3 separate regions of the Sus scrofa genome follow, and regions 1 and 3 are each linked to region 2. Evidence: chromatin contacts called from public Hi-C and HiChIP or PLAC-seq data. All regions are on one chromosome and are shown on one strand. Each heading gives the region's core, a stretch centred on a gene start, on an enhancer-like site or on the middle of the called end of the contact. The rest is flanking DNA. Distances are from core to core; before and after follow the strand shown. Region 1 holds the start of EIF4G2 (eukaryotic translation initiation factor 4 gamma 2). Region 2 has its middle 59 kb from the start of ZBED5. Region 3 has its middle 17 kb from the start of EIF4G2.

Evidence for each region. Hi-C and Micro-C count contacts between places; a contact is called where the count stands out from the background. HiChIP or PLAC-seq counts read pairs in DNA pulled down with a chosen protein or histone mark.
Region 1: a contact with region 2 is called in an H3K27ac HiChIP or PLAC-seq map of skeletal muscle. The contact joins the promoter of EIF4G2 here to the enhancer-like site in region 2. A contact is called at or near these places in 1 of 5 promoter capture datasets (fetal liver), 3 of 47 Hi-C or Micro-C datasets (embryonic fibroblasts, fetal skeletal muscle and skeletal muscle) and 2 of 2 datasets of contacts at active chromatin or transcription factors (alveolar macrophages and skeletal muscle).
Region 3: a Hi-C map of skeletal muscle shows a contact between it and region 2, with 4 times the contacts expected there. The contact joins two enhancer-like sites. A contact is called at or near these places in 8 of 47 Hi-C or Micro-C datasets (embryonic fibroblasts, omental adipose tissue, skeletal muscle and 1 more) and 2 of 2 datasets of contacts at active chromatin or transcription factors (alveolar macrophages and skeletal muscle).

The regions. Positions count from the first base shown.
Region 1 is chr2:48,665,166-48,667,865 of Sscrofa11.1, reverse strand. It overlaps EIF4G2 (eukaryotic translation initiation factor 4 gamma 2), which reads right to left and starts at 1,276. Exons shown (of 22, transcript XM_021083319.1): 1 at 1,130-1,276. The coding sequence starts at 1,276.
Region 2 is chr2:48,564,346-48,567,045 of Sscrofa11.1, reverse strand. No RefSeq gene overlaps it. Among named protein-coding and RNA genes, the nearest start is that of ZBED5, 59 kb to the left of the region's middle. Within about 2 kb of position 1,350, at least 18 of the 83 cell types and tissues checked have an H3K27ac peak or open chromatin away from gene starts, as enhancers often do. A contact at or near this core is called in alveolar macrophages, embryonic fibroblasts, fetal skeletal muscle and 1 more, where this site is marked.
Region 3 is chr2:48,681,733-48,684,498 of Sscrofa11.1, reverse strand. No RefSeq gene overlaps it. Among named protein-coding and RNA genes, the nearest start is that of EIF4G2, 17 kb to the right of the region's middle. Within about 2 kb of position 1,383, at least 23 of the 83 cell types and tissues checked have an H3K27ac peak or open chromatin away from gene starts, as enhancers often do. A contact at or near this core is called in alveolar macrophages and skeletal muscle, where this site is marked.

The DNA.
Region 1 (2,700 bases), core at 27-2,526, 100 kb before region 2:
ACGAAGAGCTAAATGGCTAAGAACTAGTCTTTGAAAAAGCCACACACTACCTCCTTTACAACTAGACACCGAGATCAATAATAGAAAGTCTAACTCTGATACAGAGGCACGTTATGTGGAAAACGTAGTTGTTACTGCCTCCGGGACGAGCAACAGACTACATGAAGGGCTTAACTGAAGTCTTGGGTTCTCACCGCTGCCCATGCTCTGAACTAGGCGCAGAGGGCTCGCGGGAAGACGCGAGGCACCGGGTGCACAGCGCCTGGCACTAGGCAGGCGGAAGACCAGGGCCACAACATGGCAGCAAGAACCTCCACCCAATTTTTTCCCTTCCTGGGAACAAAAGAGCAGTGGATTCCTCCCACCCGGGCCGAGTTAGGAAGTGCTTCCGACAGCCTCCCGGCGAAGCTGCCGGGGGCAAGCCTCGGGGAGGAGCGGAGGCCGCCCCCGCGGCCCAGCGCCCGGCTCTTTGTTCTCAGGCAGGAAGACGGCCTCCTTCCCTCCAGCGGCCCCCTCCCACCCATAAATCCCCGAGGAACTGACAGCCGCCTCACCGCCGCCTCCCCAGCCGACAAAAGCTCAGAAAGCCTCGCTTTCCCTCCTCTCCCGTCACAAGAGAGGCCGCCGGGGCAGGCCCTTCGCTCCCCCACCGCGGGCAGCCCGGCCGCTCTCCCCGCCGGCCCCGGGGCCCCACACACCTCCCCGCCGGGAGCTGGGCTCCGGGACGCCTCCGCCTCGGCTGGTCCCGCGCCAACGGCCGAGCCCTCCCCGCCGGGCCGCGACCCTCCCCACAGCACGCGCGGCCCTGCCACGCTCTCTCCCTGGCCGAACACAGCCGCGCTTCGGCCCGCCCCGGTCCCGCGGGTACGGCCGCCGACAGCCACCGAGACTGTCGGGGGCCGCCGGCTCCTTCTATTCCATCAACAAGGGGAAGAGAAGACAAGGGCGAGGAAGTTCCAGGTGCCCGGAGCGCGGAGGAAACGCTAAAAAAGGGTCGCCCCACCCGGCTCCGCCTGCGTCCGCCATTTTGTACCACTCGAGAAGAAGCGGCCAGGGACGGCGGCCATTTTAGAGCGCTCCACTCGGCGGCGGCGGCGGCGGCGGCAGCGCCAGCGGCGGCTCCACTCACCTTCACCGAGAACTCAGCAGCTGCCGCCGCAGCTGCCTCCTCGGATCCGGTCGTCGGGACGGGGAAGGGAGGGGAAAGGGGAACGGAAAACAAAAAAGGGGGAGGGAAGGGGGAGGAAGGAGTCGGGACCGGCTTGAAACGCTCAGCTCAGAGGAGTCGCTGCTGCAGCCACCACCCGATACTCGCCGCCACCTCCATAGAGCTCCGACTCGCTGCTGGCGCTGAGGCGTGTCTGAAGCCGAACTTATCACTCTAGGGCAGCCGAACCCACCAGAGCCGCCCCGAATGGCTCCTTCGCCACCCAATCAACAGCCGGGCTGATGTTCGCCACCAATCGGCACCCGGCCGTGGGGAGGAGTCACAGAGCCAAGCTCGGTTGCGGCTCGACTCCGCCGCAGTGCGCAAAGCCATATTCGCGAAGGCTCTGAGGCCAAGCCAGTGGCGTAAGGGGAACTGAGCGCGGACGAGTTGCGGACCACTTGCGTAAAGTGGTAGAGCCCTCTGAGTCTGCGTTGGTGTGGCCGCCTGGTCTTCCTCCTGTCTCTTTGTTCCAGGAGTCCGTATCCCATGCTGGAGTTGGACAGTCCCTCTACCTGGTTTTCTCACCAAGAATGTGGGAAGGAAATTTGTCCTTCCACCCGACCCGATTCCTGTCCCTTGCGTGTGCGAGTCTTGATTTTCCTGGCGCCCCCGAGGAGCAGAGATTGCCCTTGGCAGGCTGGGCCTCCCTGGGAGCGGCCTGTAGGGCTGAGGCTCTGCGCCCCGGGGCGCAGCGCCCGGAATGACTGGTCTCCAGGTGCTCATCTTCGGCAGCCTTTGGATGGGGACGCCCGGAGACCAGACGGTGCACCCAAATGCGTTAAGAAAGCTTCCTTCAGCTCCCTATTTAGTCCACCCCCTGCAGAGTGAATGAGAAAGGGATGAAAGGAAGGGTTTTATTGTCTTTGTACCTCACTAGACAAGCAGCTTTCCCCAAGGGAATATCCGGCCAGCGGTGGTACGGGAATACCCAGAATATGCCAGAATTCTTTGGAAGAAGTGTTTGCGGAGCGCGGGCGTCTGGAGGATTTTAATTGCTAGCTCCTGATTTGTTTATTTTTTAAGCACGTTGAAGACTGACAGCTTTATATTTCCATTTTATATAAGGTCTATCCTACAAATAGGATTCGGCTTTTCAAAGCCGTCAAGTTGAACTATTTATACTTCTCAGGTAGTATTTTAAGGGAGAGGTCCAGTAAGATGAAGTATTCCATCGTTTGCGACATTTTAGCTATACAAAAATGGAGTCATGTCTCTATATACTTAAACAGCAGCTCTGTCCCCAGCTTCGTTTTGAACACAAAACGAAGTTCTTGATACAATGTGTGATCAGAAGCAAGAAAGTGTGTGCGCGCGCGCGCGTTTTACCTGAACGACTTTTAAAGAAAATGTCCAATAAAGAGGCAGGATTTTTATAGAGTCAAACTTATATTTGACATGTCAAAACAGCTCTTGAGGCTAAAAGCACCTACTCCTTAATACAATTTTCAAGAGAGGTGCCGGTTTTTCCTAGGACGTTTGCAGCTGATCGT
Region 2 (2,700 bases), core at 101-2,600:
AATATGGAAATTCCCAGGCTAGGGGTCAAATTGGAGCTGCAGCTGCCAGCCACAGCCACAGCCACACTGGGTGGCTTTAACCCACTCAGCAAGGCCAGGGATCAAACATGCATCCTCATGAATAGTAGTCAGGTTCTTAACCTGCTGAGCCACAAGGGGAACACTGGGTCCATGTTCTCCTCCTTTTATTTTATTTTATTTTATTTATTTTGTCTTTTTAGGACCACACCGATGGCATATGGAGGTTCTCAGGCTAGGGTCGAATTGGACCCTAGGCAATACCACAGCCATAGCAACGCCAGATCCAAGCCGCATCTTTGATCTACACCACAGCTCACAGCAACACCAGATCCTCAACCCACTGAGCAAAGCCAGGGATCAAACCTGCATCCCCAGAATACTAGTCAGATTTATTTTTGCTGAGCTACAATGGGAACTCCCAGACCTACATTCTTTTTAAATTTTTTTTGTATTTTCTAGGGCCACTCCCTTGGCATATGGAGGTTTCCAGGCTAAGGGTCCGATCGGAGCTGTAGCTGCCAGCCTACACCACAGCCAGAGCAACGCGGGATCCTTAGCCCACTGAGCGAGGCCAGGGATCGAACCGGCAACCTCATGGTTCCTAGTCAGATTTGTTAACCATTGAGCCACGTCGGGAACGCCAGACCTACGTTCTTTTAATTAAGGAATGTGTTGATTATTTTAGGACATCAAGAGCTAGAGACTAGTGAAAGGGATATTTTTGTTGACTTTTCTTCTCTGTGGAAAGCATTGCTGAGCAGCATTCAGATATGATCTGTGTTGTTTTGCAGCTCTTTACCCCAAATGGGGTTGCTCTAGGACCCCTGACTGGAATGGCCTACATGGTCTTAGGGAGTGAGGACAGAAGTCATTTCTCTGCAGCTCTTGGCCAAGTCCTCTGAATACTATCAAGTTCCTTTGGCTACTACCCCTGGGGATCAAAGTGGAGTGTTCCTCTTTTTGACGTAGGCAGTCCCAGTGGAGAGGCTTCCTCTACAAGAAGATTTAAAGGACAAGTGAGGATAATTTTTAGACAGAGCCATTATTATAGAAATCTTGCATCCACTTCGTGTCCCCTGGTTACGAGAAGCAGAGTCTTCCGGAAGGGTTCATGCAGGGTCACTCACAGCTGTCAAATCCCAGTGGTTTCCCATGAGAAGGAAGAAACCATTAACTGTTGGAGGAGTGTGTGTGTGTGTGTGTGTGTGTGTGTGTTGGGGAGGCGGGGTGTTTGGGTCCATGAAGCAGAACTTGTTTGGGGCTGTCCAGCCCTTTTGCATCAGGTTATGCCAGTAAGAAGAAACACCAAATACTTCCCCTTGAACTGTAAGTGCTCCAGAAATACTGCTACTAGTGAGTCATGCCAGGGTGTAGTCAAAAAGCAACTCTAGACAGGAGAGAAGGAAAGGTGTTGGATTACGCCACGGTTGGAAGTTCCCTTGGCATAAATACTGAGCCTGGGAGCTCAGTCTTACGCTCTGGACTTGGCAGGATCCGGGGTCTCGAACACCATGTCCAGCCCTAAAGTTCCTGGTAAAGATGATCCTTGGAGGGAAGAGTGAACACACAGGTGCTGCAGTCTCCAAAATATGTCCTGGTCTGTCTTCAAAGTCCTCGTGCCAGGAGGGGACCTCTGTACTGTCTATTCTGGCCGCAGCACCTGGCCCGCAGCAGTGACCGACATCTGCTGGCTGGCTGAACATATGGGTGAGTGAGGCTAGACAAGGAGGCTGGAAGTTCCAGTTGCCTCGAGTCCTGCTGCCTGGTCTTCACCAGTGGCCATGCGGTGCTGTAACTCAGCACGGAGGGACCATGTGACAGAGGCTGCTATAGAGCACAGAGGTTCTGAGCTTAGAATCTGGGGTCAGACACATCTGGGCCCTAATCCTGGCTCTGCCACCTGTGTGACCTCAGACCAGTTACTTGGTCTTTTTTTTTGTCCTTTTAGGGCCACACCCTCGGCATATAGAAGTTCCCAGGCTAGAGATTGAATCAAGTCCATAGCCACCAGCCTACGCCACCCACTGCAACGCCAGGTCTGGGCCACGTCTGACCTACACCACAGTTCACGGCAATGCTGGATCCTTAACCCACTGAGTGAGGCCAGGGATTGAACCTGCGTCCTCATGGTTCCTAGTCAGATTCATTTCTGCTGAGCCACATCAGGAACTCCCAGCTACCTGGTCTTTGATTTCCATTTCCTCACATAGAAAGTGGATATAACAAAATCTTCGGGAGTTCCCATTGTGGCTCTGTGGTAACAAACCTGACTAGTATCCATGAGGTTGTGGGTTCGACCCTGGGCCTCACTCAGTGGGTTAAGGATCCAGTGCTGCAGTGAGCTGTGGTGGTGTTGTGACGGTGGCGTAGGCCGGCAGCTATAGTTCCAATTGGACCCCTAGCCTGGGAACCTCCATATGCTGCGGGTACAGTCCTAAAAAGACACGCACAAAAAAACCCTTCCTCATTTGGCCATCAGGAGAATAAGCTAAGATAATGCCTATCAACACTTTTGTTCTGTCCCTAGCACACAGGAAGTTCTCAGTGGGCCCATGTGGGATTCTCTGCATTGGCCGCTGCAATGCTACAGACCTAGAGCGTTAGCCTGGGGGAATGGCACACATCACCGTTTCTGGATAAGGTGGCAGGTTCTGGACCCTGCAGTGTAGGCCGGTGTAG
Region 3 (2,766 bases), core at 134-2,633, 120 kb before region 2:
CTTCCTTTCCTCCTCTTTGACCCCTTAATGCACAGCGGTATATCTTAGTGATGAGGGCTGGCTCTTGGGTTGAGTGCCGGGTAAGAATCACAGCCTTGTGACTTAAAACTCTGTCCTAGCCCTTCCAAAGAGCATGTAGAAGGTGCCCCAACCACTCAATGAACAAATGAAAGATCTTGGGCAAGATGCTCAATTTCACTGAGCCTCATCGATAAAATAGAGATGGCAATGTACCTGCCTCAAGGCGCCTGGGAAACTGGAATGATCGATGTACCTAGTCCAGCCTGGCATATACTAAATGCTTGAGAATATATACTAAATTTCTTGAGAAATGTTAGCTAGAATAATGATATGCTGTGCCGTAGTATAGCACTGGAGTATTAATGAGTTATTGATATCATTAATAATAATAGTAATTCTCCAAAGGGCGTCCATTACCTTTAGAATAAAAACCAAAGTCATTACTATGTCCAACTACGTGTCTCCCCTGCCTGCCCCTCCAGCCTCAGGCGCCTCTTTGTTCAGCCGCCCTGACTCCTGTGTTGACCCTCAGGCACTCCACGTGTGTTCCCATCTTGGCCATTGGCTTTGCTTCCCGTCTTCTTCCACATATCTGCTTAGTTCATTCCCTCGCTTTATTTAGATCTTTGCTCAAAGGTCACTTCTTAAGACCTTCCCTGAATACCCTATTTCAAGTGGCATTCACAGCACTCCTCATCTCTTGTTCTGTTGATTTCTCTATGAGCACTTTCTACTACTGACACTGTATATATGCTTATTCTCTGTCACCCAGATTGTTTGCTCCAAAAGGAGGCTTTGTCTCATTCACTGGAGTAGTGCCTGGCACATAGTTGGGACTTAATAAATATTTATGAGCTGAATGGACTTGTAGAGCAATCCCACACCTATCCAACGCTGTTTTTCATTATGTGTCGATCTGGCTCCTTGCAGCGACTCTAGGACATGGACAAACCAAGTTATTTCACAGATAAGGCAAATGAAACCCAGAGAGGTAAAGCGATTGGCCTAAGCTCATGGAAATAATTACTGAGGGAGCTGGCTCTGCAGGCTCTGGTCTGTGACTCAGCATGTCCCATGCAGACCTGAGCAGCCCAAGGATTCTCTGCTTATCAGTCAACATCATTGCATCATTCACAGATGATGCCAAAACTCTCACTGTCCCTTTTCCCATTGATCAGCATGTTCAATAGGTCCTTGCTGCCTTTCTATGGGACAAGGACACTTGTATCCTTGGGCCAAAGGGATCTTCTCCTGGGAGCCAGCAGAGGGTGCTAGAGAGACAGCATCCCATCCAAGGCCTAATGGGTGGCCTTGTCCTTGGCCAACCTCCTGGACTAAGTCCAGGTAGGGAGGCTGGGAGGACAGCCTGCGGTCTGGGCAGCGTGTGTGACTTCAGTGTCCTCTTGCTGCTCCTCTCTGCTCTGTGCTCAGAAGTCCCTTTCAGGAGAACCCTGGCTCTCTCTGGAGGCTGCTACTAGGAAGGCTGTCTCAAATTCTATTGAGATCAGTGGGAAAGAGCTTTCTGACTCCCTATCCTCCTGGCCCCGCTGCACAGCTGCTGTCCTCCAGCAGCTGCAGGATGAACCCTCATTCAGAAGGGTCGCATGGACTTCGTCCTGCTGTAGAGTTGGAGACATAAGCTCTGTGGAGCCAAGAGGAAGGCGGAATTGGGTTCCCTGCCTGTGCCTGGAAAGCCCTCCCTCAAATGTTTGCCAGGAAAGTGACTCTTAAAAGTCTCAACTTCTTCCAGGATGTTTCCTCCTCTCAGTTCAGGTGGCTCCTTGCTCCCATCTCAGTGTGTCCACCTGCCCCAGGGCCACGGGTTCTGGTCCTGTCTGCTCCCCCGCTGGACAGTGGGCTCCCTGAGGGTTGAGATGGCGCTGGCACAGATGAGGTGCTCACTTGTGTACGTACAAATGAATGACTAATGTCTGGTGAACTGGGTGCTTTGTAATTAAATTGGAGGCACTGGGAAATCTTAAGGCCGGGACAGCCACAACTGAGGAAAAAGTCAAGGATTTTTTATTTTTTTGCTTTTTAGGGCCACACCTCAGTGTATGGGAGTTCCCAGGCTAAGGGTCGCATCAGAGCTGAACTGCTAGCCTACACTACAGCCACAGCCACAAAGGATCTGACCTGCATCTGTGACCTATACCACAGCTCACGGCAACGCCAGATCCTTAACCCACTGATCAAGGTCCGGGATTGAACCCGCAACCTCATGGTTCCTAGTCGGATTCATTTCCTCTGTGCCCCGACGGGAACTCCCCATTCATTTTTAAAAATGGTTCTCTGTGCTTTCTGTGGATCCCCCAAGCTCCAAAATTCCCTTTTGGCTTAATTTGTTCTTTGTAGTGAAGAACCCTCACAGCCTTGGCAGAAAAATGTAGGTTTTCCAACATGGGACATTCAGGCACAGGATGAGGAAGAATAAATAAGCTAGATGAAGGGCACAGAGAGGTGGGTTTAACACTAAGAACAGCAATATTCCAGGCAGAGGAACAGCCTGTGCAAAGGCCTGAAAATAAAAAGAATGTAAAAGGGGGCACACAGTAGATGACTTGGGGCCTTGACTGTTAGATTAAGAATTGCATCTTAGTCTGAAGAAAACTGGGAGCTCCTGAAGGGCAGAGGAAGGATCAGACTTTTATAGAAGACTGCTCTGATGGCAATGTGGAGAATGAGCAAGAGCAAGAGGAAAGGCAGGGAGACCATGTGGAAACCTATGGTGGTCACTCAGGCATG